3 separate regions of the Gossypium hirsutum genome follow, and all the other regions are linked to region 2. A link is a contact called in public Hi-C data. All regions are on one chromosome and are shown on one strand. The core of a region is the stretch at or near the end of the contact, and the rest is flanking DNA. Distances in the headings are between cores, read along the strand shown. Region 1 has its middle 10 kb from the start of LOC107921421. Region 2 holds the start of LOC107921251 (stress-associated endoplasmic reticulum protein 2). Region 3 holds the start of LOC107922384 (sphingosine-1-phosphate lyase).

Region 1 (3,130 bases), core at 514-3,013, 300 kb after region 2:
AAGGCACAATTCTGTGGTGGAAAGGGTTTTGAAAACTTCTTTGCATTCTACGTGCCACTTAGTGGTCTCATTCGTGGAAAATTTAAACCCGAATATCATGCCTGGTGCTGCACCAAAATTTGCTTCTTCACTGATTTTTATTAAATATAATCCTGAGTCGATGAAGGAATGAGGTTCTAAGAAGATGAGGAAACCACCTAATATAAATTTACTCAAGGGCAAGGGTAACAAATTCAAAGTGTGGGCTCCTATTCGTATCTCGATATCTAATGCGATGTCCAAATTTACGGAAAACATTGGGGCTGATAAGTCAAATAATGAACTTATCCCGTGAAAGGAGGGTATTAGAGGCTAACACAACTAATTATTCTTCTAGTTGAAACGATATGGTCTTCCTTTCTCTCTTTGATTATAATTTTACCAAATACTTTTGAGTGAAATTGTCAAGGGGGAGCTAGTTCGAAATTTGTTAGAGTTGTTATAAGTTATTTGGATGATTTCGATTTTCAGGTTGCAACTTTTCTTGAGACTAGAATTAGTGGTCTAAAGGCTAACAAAATTATTTCCAAGCTTGGGTTTGATTGTTCGCGTAGAATTGAAGCTCGAAGGTTCTCCAAAGGTTTGTGGGTCTGCTGGAAAAAGAGTGTTCAGGTTCATGTGCTTAACAATGATCCATAGTTCATCCATTGTTGCATCAGGAATAACTTAGTTTTTAAGAAGATGTTTGTGACATTTGTTTATGAGAGCCCGAAAAAGTGATTGCGTAGTTTTCTTTGGGAGAGGTTGGATTATTTGGCTCAATCGATTAAGGAACCTTGGGTGTTAAGGGATTTCAACTCATTGTTATCTCCAGATGAAAAGAGAGGAGGTTGGCTAGCAATATTAGGTTGTAAGTTGTTTCAGAAATTCATTCAAGATAATGGATTATGGGACTTTGGTTTTAAGGGTTCGAAATTTACTTGGTGAAGAGGTGTAGTTTTTGAAAGGTTGGATAGGGCGATTGAGAATAGCGAGTGGTTCTATTATTTCCCAGATGTAGTTTTGTTTCACCTTCCCCAGCTAAAATCAGATCATCAACCCATTCTGATTTCTTCACTGTTGACAAGACAGACTCGACACAACAGACCATTCCATTTTTTTGTTTCTTGGATTAAACACCCTTCATTTTCACAACTTATTTAGCATAGTTGGAAAATGGGTTTAGATATGCCAACCAATCATGTTTCTCTTGTTTCTGATATGAAAAAGTGGAATAAAGAAGTGTATTACTATAAGGAAGCGCTTGTTGGTTCATTGTATTGAGAATATCTAAGTTGTTCTAGATCATAAGTGCTCGAAGTTTCTTTTGGATCTTGAAATGGATCTGTGTTTTGAATTTGAAAAATTTCTTGATGAATAAGAGTTAATTTGGTTGCAAAATTCCCGAGTAGATTGGATTCAAAAAGGAGACAGAAACACCAAGTTTTTCATAACAAAACTCTCTCTAGGCGTAAGTATAACAAGATCTCTGATTTGAAAATCGATGGTGTTTGCTACTATGGCGATAAAGAACTCCAGAGAGAAGCTGTTAGTTTTTTCTCATTGTTGAATTCTTTAAATGACCAAAATTGGGCTACATTTCCTCTACATGGTTTTTTTCCACGGATCGATTTACATGATATGAAATCCCTAATTAGGGAAGTTACAATAGAGGAAACCTGAAACTCTGTCTTTAGTATGGGGCCCTTGAAGGCTCCAAGACCAAATGGCCTTCATGCCTTATTTTATCAGAACCAATGAGAGACGGTAGGTCAGGATGTGTACAATTGGGTTCAAGGAGTGTTTTCGGGCCAGCCTTTTGAACGAAGTATTAACAGAACTCTTTTGGTTCTTATTCCAAAAAACCAAAGTCCTGATTCCATTTCTCAATTTTGCCCAATAATTCTCTGTAATGTTTTACTTAAGATTGTGACAAAGATTATTGCTAATCGACTCAAGCCTATTTTTCCTTCACTTATTGCACAAAATCAAGTGAGCTTTATTACTGGAAGATATATTACAGACAACATAATTGTGGCTCAAGAGATAGTGCATTCGATGCGTATCATGAAAGGAAAGAAGGGTTGGATGGCTATAAAAGTAGACCTGGAAAAAGCGTACGATCAAACCCAATGGGATTTTATTGAAGACACTTTCTTGGGTGTTGGTTTTCCTATGTTGTTGGTGAGAGTTATCATGGAATGCTCATCTTCTGTTTCTTTGCAGGTTGTGTGGAATGGTAACCTTTTAGATGTGTTCAGTCCATTAAAAAGTTTACATCAAGGCTGTCTACTTTCACCATATCTTTTTGTTCTTTGTATGGAAAGGTTGGGACATCTTATCCATAAAGAGGTGGATGATAAATCTTGGAGGCCTATTTCTTTAGGGAAGAATGGTCCAAAAATTTCACACATTTTTTTTGTTGATTACCTCTTTTTTTTTTTACAAAAAAAATATGGATCAAGCAAGAACGATAAGGGAAGTTTTGGAGATTTTTGGTTTGGCATTGGGACATAAGGTTAACACTAAAAAAACAAATGTTTTCTTCTCCAAAAATGTTGCCTCCGATGCTGTTGCCGAAATCTGTACTGTTCCTGGGTTTAAAGCAACAACTGATTTGGGAACTTATTTGGGCATGCCTTTGTTCCATCAACAGGTGACAACTAGTACTTTCAAATTTATGATTGATAAGGTTTGAAGGAAACTAGATGGATGGAATGCTAAACTTCTTTCTTTAGCAAGAAGAGTTACGCTTGCTTAGTCAATTATTCTGGCCATTCCAAATTACTTTATGCAAACTGTCAAGATTCCTTCAAGTGTTTGCACGATCATAAAAAAATAACTCGCGACTTTGTTTGGGGAAAATCATCAACTAGTCATACGCTTTCCTTAGTTAAATGGTTAGACTGTTGTCAGCCTCTGTCAAATAAGGGGTTAGGTATTCACAACTTTAAGACTCAGAATGATTCTTTTCTGTTGAAATTGGATTTTAACCTACTCACGAATAAAAATGCATTATGGGCCAGGGTTCTTCGATCCAAGTACAAGTTTACAGATGAGGTTCCACTTGATATTTTGAGAAGTTCGTGTTAATTTGTTTGGAGATCTCTTG
Region 2 (3,198 bases), core at 579-3,078:
CTAATCAAATATTTAAAATGCTTAACTAAATCGAACTAAGTTCGATTCATTTAATCGATTTTCGATTAATCGAACTAAAATAATAGTGTTAAGTATTTTAATTTTTGAGTTTTTTATTAGTTGTTAGATAATTGTTTTACTTAAACTGTTAATATTTTTTTTTGGCCTACCACTGTATACAATTTGAATTTAAACTTTCTGTGTTCATTAGACTTATATATGAATAATATATAAAATATTTATCATTAGTAATTTTGATTAAGTGATTAATTCAACTAACTAATTACTTTCAAATCAAATTAATTAATAATTAAAACTTCAAAAATCCTTTATCTGCTCCCTAATTGAACAAACTTCAATGGTCAATCGATTAACTGAATTAATTTGGTTCAATCGGTTTATTCAATTTTTTCTAATGAAGGATTATTATTCTATTTGTAGATTAAGAAAATGTTCATAAACGAGTTTAGGATGACGCTAACAGCTTTAGATTGCACTAAAATGGTAACAAAATAATAGATTATGACATGTGAATAAAAAGAATTATTTTTAAATTTATAAAAAGTATAAATATTAAATATTTCTTTAGTTGAGATGATAAGATTGAGAGAGTAGAATTTATGATATTTTAGGTTGGAATATGTGTACATATTTTCTAGATTTTATATAAAAATATAAGAATACCATTAAAATAATATTTTATCCTTTGTAAAAATAAGAGTTAGTAAATTCATATAGATAATGATATAAGAGTTAATTGTATTATACATCCCCAAACTATGATCTTTACTTTAAACTAGTCTCTAAATTTTAAATTATTTTAATTGCATCCTCAAACTATCAATGTTATATCAATCAGGTCCTTCCATTATTGAAATCGTCAATTTAACCATTAAATGACATATAAAATATTATACGACAATTTAAAATGAAAATTTTAAAGAAAATTAAATAGTTGTACTTATTGCATAACTTTTTAATTAAATACTAATAAAAAAGTAAACAAAAAAAAAGAAAGAGAGAGAGAGTGAATGCTAGTTTTTGTAAATGCTTCGAAAACCTCAAAACCATATTTTTACAACATTCATTTCCACAATATTAATTTTTCTTTAAAAATTTTTCATTTTAAATTATGTCACATAAAATTTGACGTCTCTTTTAATGGTTAAATTAACGATTTTAATAAAGGAATGGCCTTATTGATATAACATTTCAATGGCGAAGCCAAGGGGTTGGCAGGGGCCCCAACACACCCTAAAATGGAAAAAATTTCATTTATGCCCCTTTATAATTTATAAAATTTTAAATTAGTAATGGTAAAATTGCACTTTGGCCCCCAAAAATGATAAAAAATTGAGTTAATACTTTAAAAATTATAAAGATATAAGGTATTAAAATGGTGAAATTGTATTTTTACTATCGTAAAAATAAATAATTTAATTCCGCCCCCCGCCCCCAAAAAAGATTATGGCTTCACCCTGGTAACATTGATAGTTTGAGGATGTAATTAGAATATTTTAATGTTCGATGATCAATTTAAAATAAGTCATAATTTGGAGACGTTTGATGTAATTAACTCATAACTATATCCGAAAAGTTTTCACTAATTATCCATAAAAGAAACATCTTTCTCTATTGCTAAAGAGACAAAATAGAAAAACAGGCTTAACACAATTATTGAAACTAAAGCCCATAGATCTGCCCATTTAAACAAAAAGGTATACGTGTACCAAGCAACCAACTACATCGCGCCACGTTTACCAATTTGCGTGAGCAAACCAATCAGGACGAAGTCCATGACCCTTCATTTAACGTAGGATGAATTTAATCAGCAGCATACATAGCCCCTTATAACGACAGCCCGGGACATTTTCGCGAATCGAGGAATAACCCCCCCCCCCCCCCACACACCCAAAGAAAAATCGTCGCCGTAAAAGAAAGAGAAGAATTTCGCCTGAAATTTCATTCGCTTTCTCGACCGGCTACCTCTTCTCTCCGACATCATGGTAATCTTTTGATTTCTTCTTTTCTTTCTTTCTTTTTTTTTTTTGCATATTATATGAAACGATCTGAGCTATGTTTTCTTACGCTTCAATTTATCTTTTTCGAATTAAACCGGTTGCAGACTTATATAGATTGTAGATCTCAATTTAGCATATTTATGTCCTCAATAATTTAATCATGTGCTTGTTCGAATTTTTTTGAATGAATTAGGTAGACGGACCTTGAATCAGCCCTTTTAGTACTATTCATCATTTTATTCTCAATATTGAGCATTTGTGAATTTTGTTTCTTTTCTTATCAAATTTCGAGTTATAAAAAAAGTGGGAAAAGTAAGAACACCAGTGTTTTTCCTCCAGTATAAATGCTAAATCCATCACCATGATCGAAAATATGTATAAACTATTTCTTTTTTTAAATCTAAATTTAAATGGGATCCCTCTGATCTGGTTTGTGCAGACAACATCAAGGCGCATTGCAGACAGGAAAGTGTTGAAGTTCGAAAAGAACATAACAAAGAGAGGAGCTGTTCCTGAAACAAGCACAAAAAAGGGGAAGGATTATCCTGTTGGCCCTATGTTGCTTGGGTTCTTCGTTTTCGTTGTCATTGGATCATGTAAGATTCCTGGCTGCTTATCTTTTCACCATTATATGTCCTTGGATATTTAGCATTGACTTTTGTTGTACCAAATACAATACATGATTTTGCTACCGATATGTTCAGCACGTTCTCATAATGTGTGTTGTTTCACCGGTGAATATTCTAATTTTGTTCGGTATGGACCTTATTAGCATGATATTTGGGAACTCGAATTTTAAGAGATGAATTTAGTTTTCTAAAATGGTGTTAGTTGTGTGATAAAACACATAAATATCATGACCTTGCAGCACTGACTTAAATCTTGTTTTTTTTTCATCTGTTTCAGCTCTCTTCCAGATTATCAGGACAGCGACCAGTGGAAGCATGGCATAAGGCTGCATATAGCCCATGTTAAAAAAAATGCAGAAGAGACTTGTTATGTTCTTTTTCTATAAGTTTTGTAGCGAACTGATGATATAATATGTTTACTAGATATGCGTTGTAACTCATGTTGTGAAGATTTCAAAAATTGAATAAGACCTCCCTTTCGTGTCTTTTTCTATTTTATATCCTTCTTTTTGCATGTTTCTTTTGTGAATAAATAATTTATGAAATGG
Region 3 (3,234 bases), core at 268-2,767, 440 kb before region 2:
ACATGATGCATCTAGAGCAGATTTTAGTATTCTAGTTCTAGAAGAAGCAAGAACACAAGTGTCTCTACAACGTGTTGAAACAACAATCACAAGCCTTCTCTAATTCATGTTATAATTGATACTTATGCACTTCCGCAGAATTTCATCCAACAGGAGTTTAAAATATAATAGTTAAACGATGTAAGAAACACTTCCACTGAATTCACTATATAATCAATAAACAACATCCCTGATGGTGTCATTCAGGCTTTGGCTATTCTACACAAATATTCCAACATTATTTATCTCTCTTTGGCTCTTACAGTTCAATGAAAGCAGCACTCATTCTTAGTTTAAACAAATACACAGTAGCACTCATGCATAGTTTAAACAAATACACAGTACATTTCCATCTAGACAAACACCAAAAAAGCAAAAGAGTGCCACACTACAGTCTCACAACCCAAACTGCAAGCCCTTTTTTTTGAAATTCTATTTATGAGTTCCCTTATTAAATGCACAAAAAGTAGGTAAAAAAAATTATATCAATCAGAGAGAAAATTCTAAATAGCGCCAGCGACTATAACTGTAATACAAGAAATGAACTAATAATTCACTGATATAGAGTAAGGCCCTCTATGATGCCAAATAAAAGAAATCAAATAAATCCAAGGAACCGTACCATACTATAAAATGCAAGCCATTAATGTGTTTTCAGATATCCACAAACAGTAGTAGCGGCCAGCGTTGGAATTTTTATAGCATCATAATACTACTACACTAACAAATGCTATGAATGCAACTCAGCGGACGCGTATTAAATGCTTCCAGTTATTCCTGATCCAGTTACAATATATTCTTTCATTCATTCCCCAAACAAAAAGAAAATTAAATTTCTATTGTTAGGAACGAATCAAAACTAAGCATTAATCCGCAGCACGAATAAAACTGAGTGTATAAATCATTTAAAAAAATCAATAAATATGCCTTAAATTATAAGAATATATATAATCTGACCTTTTGCTTCTCTGCATCAATATAACTCTGAACACCAGGAACCAACCTTTTTTCGTAAAAAAAGAAGAAGATGTTTTTTTGCAAAATGGAGAACAAATTGATTAGTCAATGAAAATGAATATTTCCGCTCTGAAACGTAAATAAAATAAAACATATAAGTTTTAATAGATTACTTGATGGAACTCATGAACAAGGCTAAGACCGTAGCTTTGAGGCCTTTCTCGTGAATAACGGAAAGGAGCGAGTGAAGTAGACGGGCGATAAAGAGAGTGAGCAGAGGGGCGAGAAGCAGAGCCAAAGGTTCGAATTGTGAAAGGAAGAGATTGGCAGAAAGTCTGAAGCGAACTAAGAATGAATTCAACCAAGAAGAATAAGAATCCATCTTTGTTTTCTCCTGAAAAATTTAGGAAGAAGAGAGGATATGTGAAAGGGTTTATAATGTTGGGGTTGGTAATCGCGTGCAAGGCACGTCCCTTACTTGTGTTTTGGCGGGGGTGGATTGCGTGACATTGCCTCACTTTTCCTTCGACTTTCCTCGTTCCTACAAAACTAATAATTTATTTCATGAATTAATCCCAATCTCATTCTAATCAAAATGTTTTAATCCGTACTAACTCCATTATATTATTTATTTATTTCACAAATAATTGAAGTTGGAATATTATTCTACCTAAAAATTATGAATTACTTATTTATCACTTCTCTCTGAAATATTATCCTTTTTAATATAGAACTAAAAACGGGATAACATCAATTATATTATTTTGGAAGTTCGACTTATACGTATTATGATTTTGAAAGAATGCCAAGTTAAATTTCGACATGTTCCAAAGGAGCAAAATAATATTGCAGATTGCATGGTAAGGATGTCAAATGGAGATTTGAATGTGAAATGTTGCTTTGTTGAGCCACCTGAGGATGTTCGAAATTTACTGGAGAATAATATTCAACAGCCTAGACTCTTATTAGAGTCTTGTAATTAGAAGTTACTTTTATATCTTTTAACCTATATATATATATATTATTTACTTTAAAACTAAACTAAAAATGTAGGAATTGGTATTTTATTCATGAAAGCGCTGCTAAAACTTCAACTATGAAATTTAACGGTCATAATTATAAGGATGTAAATTCTAGTATTAAAAAAAAGGTTTAAAATTAGAAAGATTCATCAAAATATCCATTAGCTTTGAATATATGATGATAAAAACGATGAAGGGACAATTGAAATTTGTTTCGCTTTAATTTGACTCAATATCCATCGACGAGTAAAAGAACATATCTTAGATCCAAGTTGATCTGATGACCAGTGTTAGAGATCAGAGAAAAAACTGTTTGAATTTTGATTCGCAAATTTGTGACATCCAAAGTTGTTTCATGAAAAAAATCGAATTGTAGAAGAGAATGGAAAAGAGAGCTTCTGATTGGTGCAAACAGAGAAAGTCATATAGCATCAATTTTAACGGCCTAGTGACTTAAATGAAAAATTTTGAATAGTTAAGCGATCAAATTATAAGTTTTTTTAGTTAAGTGACCAAAACGATAACTTATCCATAATTTAGTGACTACTGGTATAATTTACCCCTTTTTATTTTGAAGGAAAGGTCAGGTGGGATTGATGATATACTCAAACTCTAATATTTATAAGACATAATTTACGATTTAGCCCTTGAAGTATAACTTTGGTACTTAAACTTTTTTTTTACCCAATTTGATACTTAAAGTATTAATTTGTTATGGTTTTGGTCCAACTTTTAACAGAAATAAAAAAAATCTGACGGCCAATCAAATAAAGCCACGTGGTTTGATCTATATTTTCATAAACTATTTTTTGGTTGAAAAGAAAAAATATATTATTAATATAATGTATTTCTTAATTATTTTTTTATTAAATTTCTTTTTCACCCCTTCTTGATCCTTCAACAAAAACCCATTTCTAAGAAAACCCAGATTTGCTTTTTCTTACAGTAATTCTTGTATTCTCCACTTCTAATTTTACTACATATCATATCTGTAACATCCCAAAAATCTCAATGTCACTAATAGTAGTGTTTGAAAAGAAAAATAGCAAAATTTCCCAAAAAGTAAGAGTTTATCAATTGAATAATGATAGTAAAGTCAAAATTTGACATTAGAAAAAGACAGTATAAATAGTAAAATTTCAGTAAAGATTAAATTGGAAATTTGTGAAAGATGGACTAAAAAAGGAGCTGATTGTAAAACATGGGAATTCTGGGC

What was found. A called contact is a pair of places that touch in the nucleus more often than the background predicts.
Region 1: a Hi-C map of leaf shows a contact between it and region 2, with 1.7 times the contacts expected there. The contact joins the enhancer-like site here to the promoter of LOC107921251 in region 2. A contact is called at or near these places in 9 of 34 Hi-C or Micro-C datasets (callus, hypocotyl, leaf and 1 more).
Region 3: a contact with region 2 is called in a Hi-C map of leaf, with 1.9 times the contacts expected there. The contact joins the promoter of LOC107922384 here to the promoter of LOC107921251 in region 2. A contact is called at or near these places in 2 of 34 Hi-C or Micro-C datasets (both in leaf).

The regions. Positions count from the first base shown.
Region 1 is chrD01:49,612,223-49,615,352 of Gossypium_hirsutum_v2.1, forward strand. No RefSeq gene overlaps it. Among protein-coding and RNA genes, the nearest start is that of LOC107921421, 10 kb to the right of the region's middle. Within about 2 kb of position 1,764, at least 6 of the 9 cell types and tissues checked have an H3K27ac peak or open chromatin away from gene starts, as enhancers often do. A contact at or near this core is called in leaf, where this site is marked.
Region 2 is chrD01:49,310,427-49,313,624 of Gossypium_hirsutum_v2.1, forward strand. It overlaps LOC107921251 (stress-associated endoplasmic reticulum protein 2), which reads left to right and starts at 1,829. Exons shown (of 3, transcript XM_016851128.2): 1 at 1,829-2,006; 2 at 2,461-2,617; 3 at 2,928-3,143. The coding sequence starts at 2,004. The coding sequence ends at 2,974.
Region 3 is chrD01:48,866,883-48,870,116 of Gossypium_hirsutum_v2.1, forward strand. It overlaps LOC107922384 (sphingosine-1-phosphate lyase), which reads right to left and starts at 1,518. Exons shown (of 15, transcript XM_016852400.2): 1 at 1,170-1,518; 2 at 997-1,042. The coding sequence starts at 1,378.